2 separate regions of the Mus musculus genome follow, and region 2 is linked to region 1. The links are chromatin contacts, called in public promoter capture Hi-C maps. All regions are on one chromosome and are shown on one strand. The core of a region is the stretch at or near the end of the contact, and the rest is flanking DNA. Distances in the headings are between cores, read along the strand shown.

The links. Capture Hi-C pulls out chosen DNA fragments and counts their contacts.
Region 2: a contact with region 1 is called in a promoter capture Hi-C map of liver. The contact joins the promoter of Mob3b here to the promoter of Orc3 in region 1. A contact is called at or near these places in 1 of 39 promoter capture datasets (liver), 1 of 484 Hi-C or Micro-C datasets (CD4 T cells), 4 of 115 datasets of contacts at active chromatin or transcription factors (bone marrow-derived macrophages, embryonic stem cells, memory CD8 T cells and 1 more) and 2 of 9 other capture datasets (adipose tissue and liver).

Annotation. Positions count from the first base shown.
Region 1 is chr4:34,613,662-34,616,201 of GRCm38.p6, forward strand. It overlaps Orc3 (origin recognition complex, subunit 3), which reads right to left and starts at 1,281. Exons shown (of 20, transcript NM_015824.4): 1 at 1,204-1,281. The coding sequence starts at 1,248. It overlaps Rars2 (arginyl-tRNA synthetase 2, mitochondrial), which reads left to right and starts at 1,296. Exons shown (of 20, transcript NM_181406.4): 1 at 1,296-1,365. The coding sequence starts at 1,330.
Region 2 is chr4:35,156,215-35,158,754 of GRCm38.p6, forward strand. It overlaps Mob3b (MOB kinase activator 3B), which reads right to left and starts at 1,270. Exons shown (of 4, transcript NM_178061.5): 1 at 1,038-1,270.

The sequences.
Region 1 (2,540 bases), core at 31-2,530:
CACCTAAACTTCACAAACTGAGGAGTCATTCGCTGCTTACCTCCAGCAACAACCTAGTGGGCTGTGCGCCAAAACCAGAGAGCATTTCAATGTCCTCCAGCGGGTTCACCCCGTAAAAACACTGAAGGGGTCTCACTCTGCCCCGTGGGCCAGAGTTCCCTTCACTGGCTCTGCTGTGTTGCTGCCTGCCTGCCTGCTTGCCTGCCTGCCTGATTCTGATGTTAACATCACCCCTAACAGACCTGTTATAAAAGAAGACAGCCCACTTCAGTGTTCCCCTGTAGCCCCAATTACGAAACCTTTCAGAAGTCTGTTATTTCAGCTTCCTTCAGGAGTGTCCTTCTGTTCTTAGAACAGGAGTCAAGTCTTACTTTACAAGGCATAGCAGCACAGACCAATAGACCTTTCTTTTCCATCTGCTGCCCTGTTTGATATTCTTGAAATATGGTTGCTAATGGTAAACTTAATTTTAAGTTATCTTAATTCCAGATGTAGCCACAGGCTCCTAGGGGGCAATACAAGCCTAGGATTTCTCCTCTTACAAACTACAATTTGACTAGCACTCCTTTGCCATCGAGTAGTCCACAACCCCTCAAAACACTCATCTGAATTACATTTTTATTCTGGTTTTTCCTAATGCTCCTCTCTCCACTCACGGGTTAAACTGCTCTTTTTACTTAATACGCTCTTTTATTTCTACATTCTAAGGCAAAGACCATCTTATTCTGCTCTCCCAAACTAATGCTTTATATTTTGCCAAGATTCTTATTTTTCAGACCTTAGCCAAACTGTCACTTTCTCCAAGAATTTCCTCGGTCTCCCAGAAACCTTGGTTCGTCCCTCCTCTCTTAGAACTTTTCTCCTTGCTAATGAGCCAATTCAAGATCAGCTGCTTATGAGTATTTCTGGGAACAGAAATCTATTTTTGCCTCCATCTGCATCTCGGTAACTTAAAGCACAGTGTGAATTTATGGAGGGGGAAGAGTGGGGGAAGCGGCAGGACGCAGCACATTCTGGGGGCAGCCGCTCTCCTAGCCTTGGCGCCATGGCCTAGTTGCCCAGAGCAAAGCTTGCCTCGAACCCGGACCTGGGCAAAGCCGCCCGAGTCCTGTTCTCCGCGGAGCCAGAGCTGATGCCCATCAAACCTCGTCGGACTTGCCAAACAGGCACCGCGAATCTGAGGCGAGCGCCACCCCCACGTACCTTAGACACGGAGGAGGTGGCCATAGTCCGCGGCCCCGTGTGCATGCGCACTCCACACTTCCGCGCGCCCTGGCGGAAGCAGAGGCGACTTCCGGCGCGGAGGCGGGGCGTGCGGGAAAGGGAGGCATGGCGTGTGGCTTTCGTAGGTCGATCGCCTGTCAGGTACAGTCCAGAGCGGCGAGCCAGCGGGAGCCAGGGCCGGAGGGTGCAGCCTAGGCCGACCCTGCCTCCTCCTTGCGCTGCGGAGTGGGAAGATCCTCGAGAGCCCTGAGTGCTCACTGTCTTCTCATTTCCCGTTCTTAATGCTTTAACCTGGGCGGACTGTCCAGAGGCCATGATTAGACCCTGTAGAAATTAATGTTCCTCCTTCGTTTATGCCCTTTATTTGCTCTCATGAATAACCTGGTAGGATATATCTCGAATAAGAAATTTTGTAGCTTACTAAACCTGTAGGCGATGCTCTCCCGAGGAAAAGCTCTAAATCCGGACTTGGAGACCATTGGATAAAATAGATGATTTAAAAGGCATGCTAAGGGCTGCGGAGATGGCTCCGCGGGTGAAGTGCCTGCTATACAAGCATCTGTGCCTGCGTTTGAATTTCCAGAACCTAGGTTGAAAAACCTGCATAGCTAAGGAAGTCTGAAACCACACTTCTGAGAGGTGGAAACAGAAACCGGTGGCTCCAGCCTCTGGTTCGGTGAGAGTCTGCCTCAAATAAGGTGGAGAAAGACACTTGACCTGTACTCCTCGCGTGTTTAGCGCAGCCTATCCTGCCTGGAGTTTGCTAGTGCTAGCACAGACTTAGGCCCGCTGTGGCTGGGTTGTTTTAGACAATTCTGAAAGATGGTGCATATACTTCTTAGGTAGTTCTGTGGGAATTAAGCTCCAGCCTACAGAGATGACTTTAATGTGTTATCTGTGTGTCTGTGTTTGTATGTTCCTTCATGAGGACAGGCCACAGGTTGCCTGTGTTTCCTCCAGTCACTGTCCACCTTTCCCCCCTCTCCCCTAAGGCAGATTTTCTCCCCGAACCTGGAGTTTACCCGTTTAGCTAGGTTGGTTAGCCAGGGAGCTGCAGGTGTAATGGCAATTCTGCTGTTAGCTGAGTTCATTGCATGGTACAAGCAAAAAACAACTGACTGTCTGGGAAAGACAAAATGCAAGAGAGAAAGAAGACAGAGGCAGAGTGAAACTGTTTTTATTAAGGCAGGCCTATCCTCCGGAATGAGGGACGGGAAATCCAGAGTTGGGGAGCCTGTGGCTGGATGAGGGTGGGGAAGGGTGCCGGTGTCTCAGGTTTTCTCCATTGGCTGTGCACGCCCCATTGGCTCACCAAA
Region 2 (2,540 bases), core at 20-2,519, 540 kb after region 1:
CTAGGAGGCGGGCTCAGGAACAACTTTCCCTCCGCCCTCTAACCACAAGCCCCGGGTGGGGCGGCCTAGCCAGGTCCCGAACTCTGTCCTTCCCCAGCGGGGATCCCGGACTCGAGCCTGCGCAAAGGCCAGCGTGAAAGGCCCCGCGAGCGGCGAAAGGGACTTCCTTCCCCGCTGGAGCCCCACCAGATGTTAAGAGGCGCAACAATAGTGGAACCGCAGAGAAACAAAAGGCCATTCACTGGGTTACAGGAGAATGGCTCTGTCGCCCCGTCTCTGCGGGGAAGACTTGCAGAGGGTCTGAAAGGGGGCTGGAAGAAATCTGAGTGGTCTAGAGCCTCTGCCACGCTCCAGGAGGCGGGAACCGCTCTTTACCATTAACAACCCCATCCTGGGGGTCCAGTGGTGGGGAGGAGAAATGAAGGGAAAGTTTAGTTTTCACCTTCTCCGGTGCAGAAAAGGGAGGAGCAACGATCCCAGATGTTTGACAGTTGTTGGTCCAAAAGTTGAGCAAAATTTACTTATTCTTAATACCTCCCTTGATGAGGCATAGGTAGCCAGGGAGGACAAATCGAGACTGCGCTGTAGCCCTCCCTACACAGCCCCACGCCGAGCCTGCTCTGGGATCCAGGAGCGTTGCCCTGTTTAGATGCACTTTGTAAAAGTTTCTCTTCCCGCCGCTTCAGGCCGACGCGCACCCCACCCGCATCTGAGATTCAGAATGGGTCCCGGGTGAGATCTGCACCCTTTAGGGGGAGGGAGGGGGTGTATTTCAGATCAAAGCCACAGACCCCCTGGGTGGGAACTGGACTCACATTCCAGCCCGGGAAGTGCGTACCCGGAGGCAGAGGAAAGCCAAGAAGCCCGTACTGCCTAAACCAGACTCCAACCCCGGAAGCTCGCGGAGGAGGGGTGAGGACTGGGGTCCGCACGACTGATCCTCCCTAGGTGTGCCCCGCACCTCGGCCCTCCAGGACACAATCCGAAGCGGGAAGCTGCGACTGCGCCTCCACACCACTCTTGGAAGGATCTCTTACCGTGGGGTTTTAACCTTCTGCCTAGGGCCCTGCTGGTTTCCTTCACGCCGGCAGCAGTTTCTGGAGCCGGAGAAAAAGAGTGAGCTCCTCCAGCCAGAGCAGCGATGCTTGCAGATTCACGCGAGGGGTTTCTGACCAGCACGCGTGACTCCAGATGCAGCGACCACGGCTCTGGTGCGGCCCCCACATGCACCCAGCGCGCCGCGCAGCTCGCCCGGGCGCCACTGCAACTCACCGGCTCAGAGCGGAGTCCCCTGGTGGCCTTCTCTGGAAAGGCAGCTACGCGGGGGCAAGAGGAGTCCTGTTGCCCTTAGGATCCTCTAATCTCCACAAGAGCCTGAGACAATGAGCAGTCTAAGTCTCTCAACTTTGGTCCGCTGCCCAATGTAGGTAGAAAGATGTCAGAGTAGAAAAGATGCTGCTGTCCTGGTTGGTCTTTGTCAACTTGACACAACCTTGATATATTTAGGAGGGAATTTTGACTTAAAAAAAAAACCCCTCATAAAATACCCTATTAATAAGTCTGTCCAGCATTTTCTTGATTAATGACTGTGGGTTGTGCCAGCGTTGGGCAGGTAGTGCTGGTGGGTATAAGAAAGCGCCTCGCGTGGATCTACAAGCATCGCTGCTCCGGCTGGAGGAGCTTACTCTTTATCTCCTGTCCCAGAAGCTGTTGCCTGTGAGAAGGAAGCCAGCAGGGCCCTAGGTGGAAGGTTAAAATCCCATGAGAAGCAAGCCAGCGAGCAGCATTCCTCCATGGCGTCTGCTTCAGTTCCTGATTCCAGGTAACTGCCTTGAGTTCCTGTTCTTACTTCCCTTTGCGGCGGACTGTGCATAAACCACATAAGCCCTTGCCTCCTCCAGTTGCTTCTGGTCATGCTGTTTTATCACAGCCATAGACACCCCAACTGAAGTCCACAAGAGCTTTTTCCAAGGCATCCAGAAAGGGCCAAATGACTTACGCTTCTCCAAAATGTTCTGCCAGCTGTAAAATGCCGTGGACTGCCTGAAACACCTTGGAAAGCAGCATTAAACCATGACAAAAATGCGTGGAAGTCGTAACTACCTCGCCGGGTGATTATGAGTAAACCAATTATGAGACGTACTCTTAGTTCTTGGGAGGAGTCTTCAAACATGAACTGAAAGAAAAAAAAATGAGGTGGATGTGTCAACCTGCTTTTATTCTCCTATAAACATCTTGATGTGTGCCGGCTGGGTAGTATCAAATGACTTGATTAGCGATCACATTCCGTAACTTCTGCTACACGTTTGAAAGAATGAAAGTAAATTAGGTGAAATTTAGGAGATATATTTCCATACTCGACTCCTGTTAGCCTTTCCATCACAAAAGTCTCTCTATATGTGGTGCCTTACTTGGCTCACACAAATGCTTGGAAAACTCCTGCTACGGGGCCTTAGCACTTGCTATGCTCCCTGCCTGGGACAGTCTTCTTAACTGTTCAGTCACATCATGGCTCAGAGACTACCCTTTTCCCTCCATTT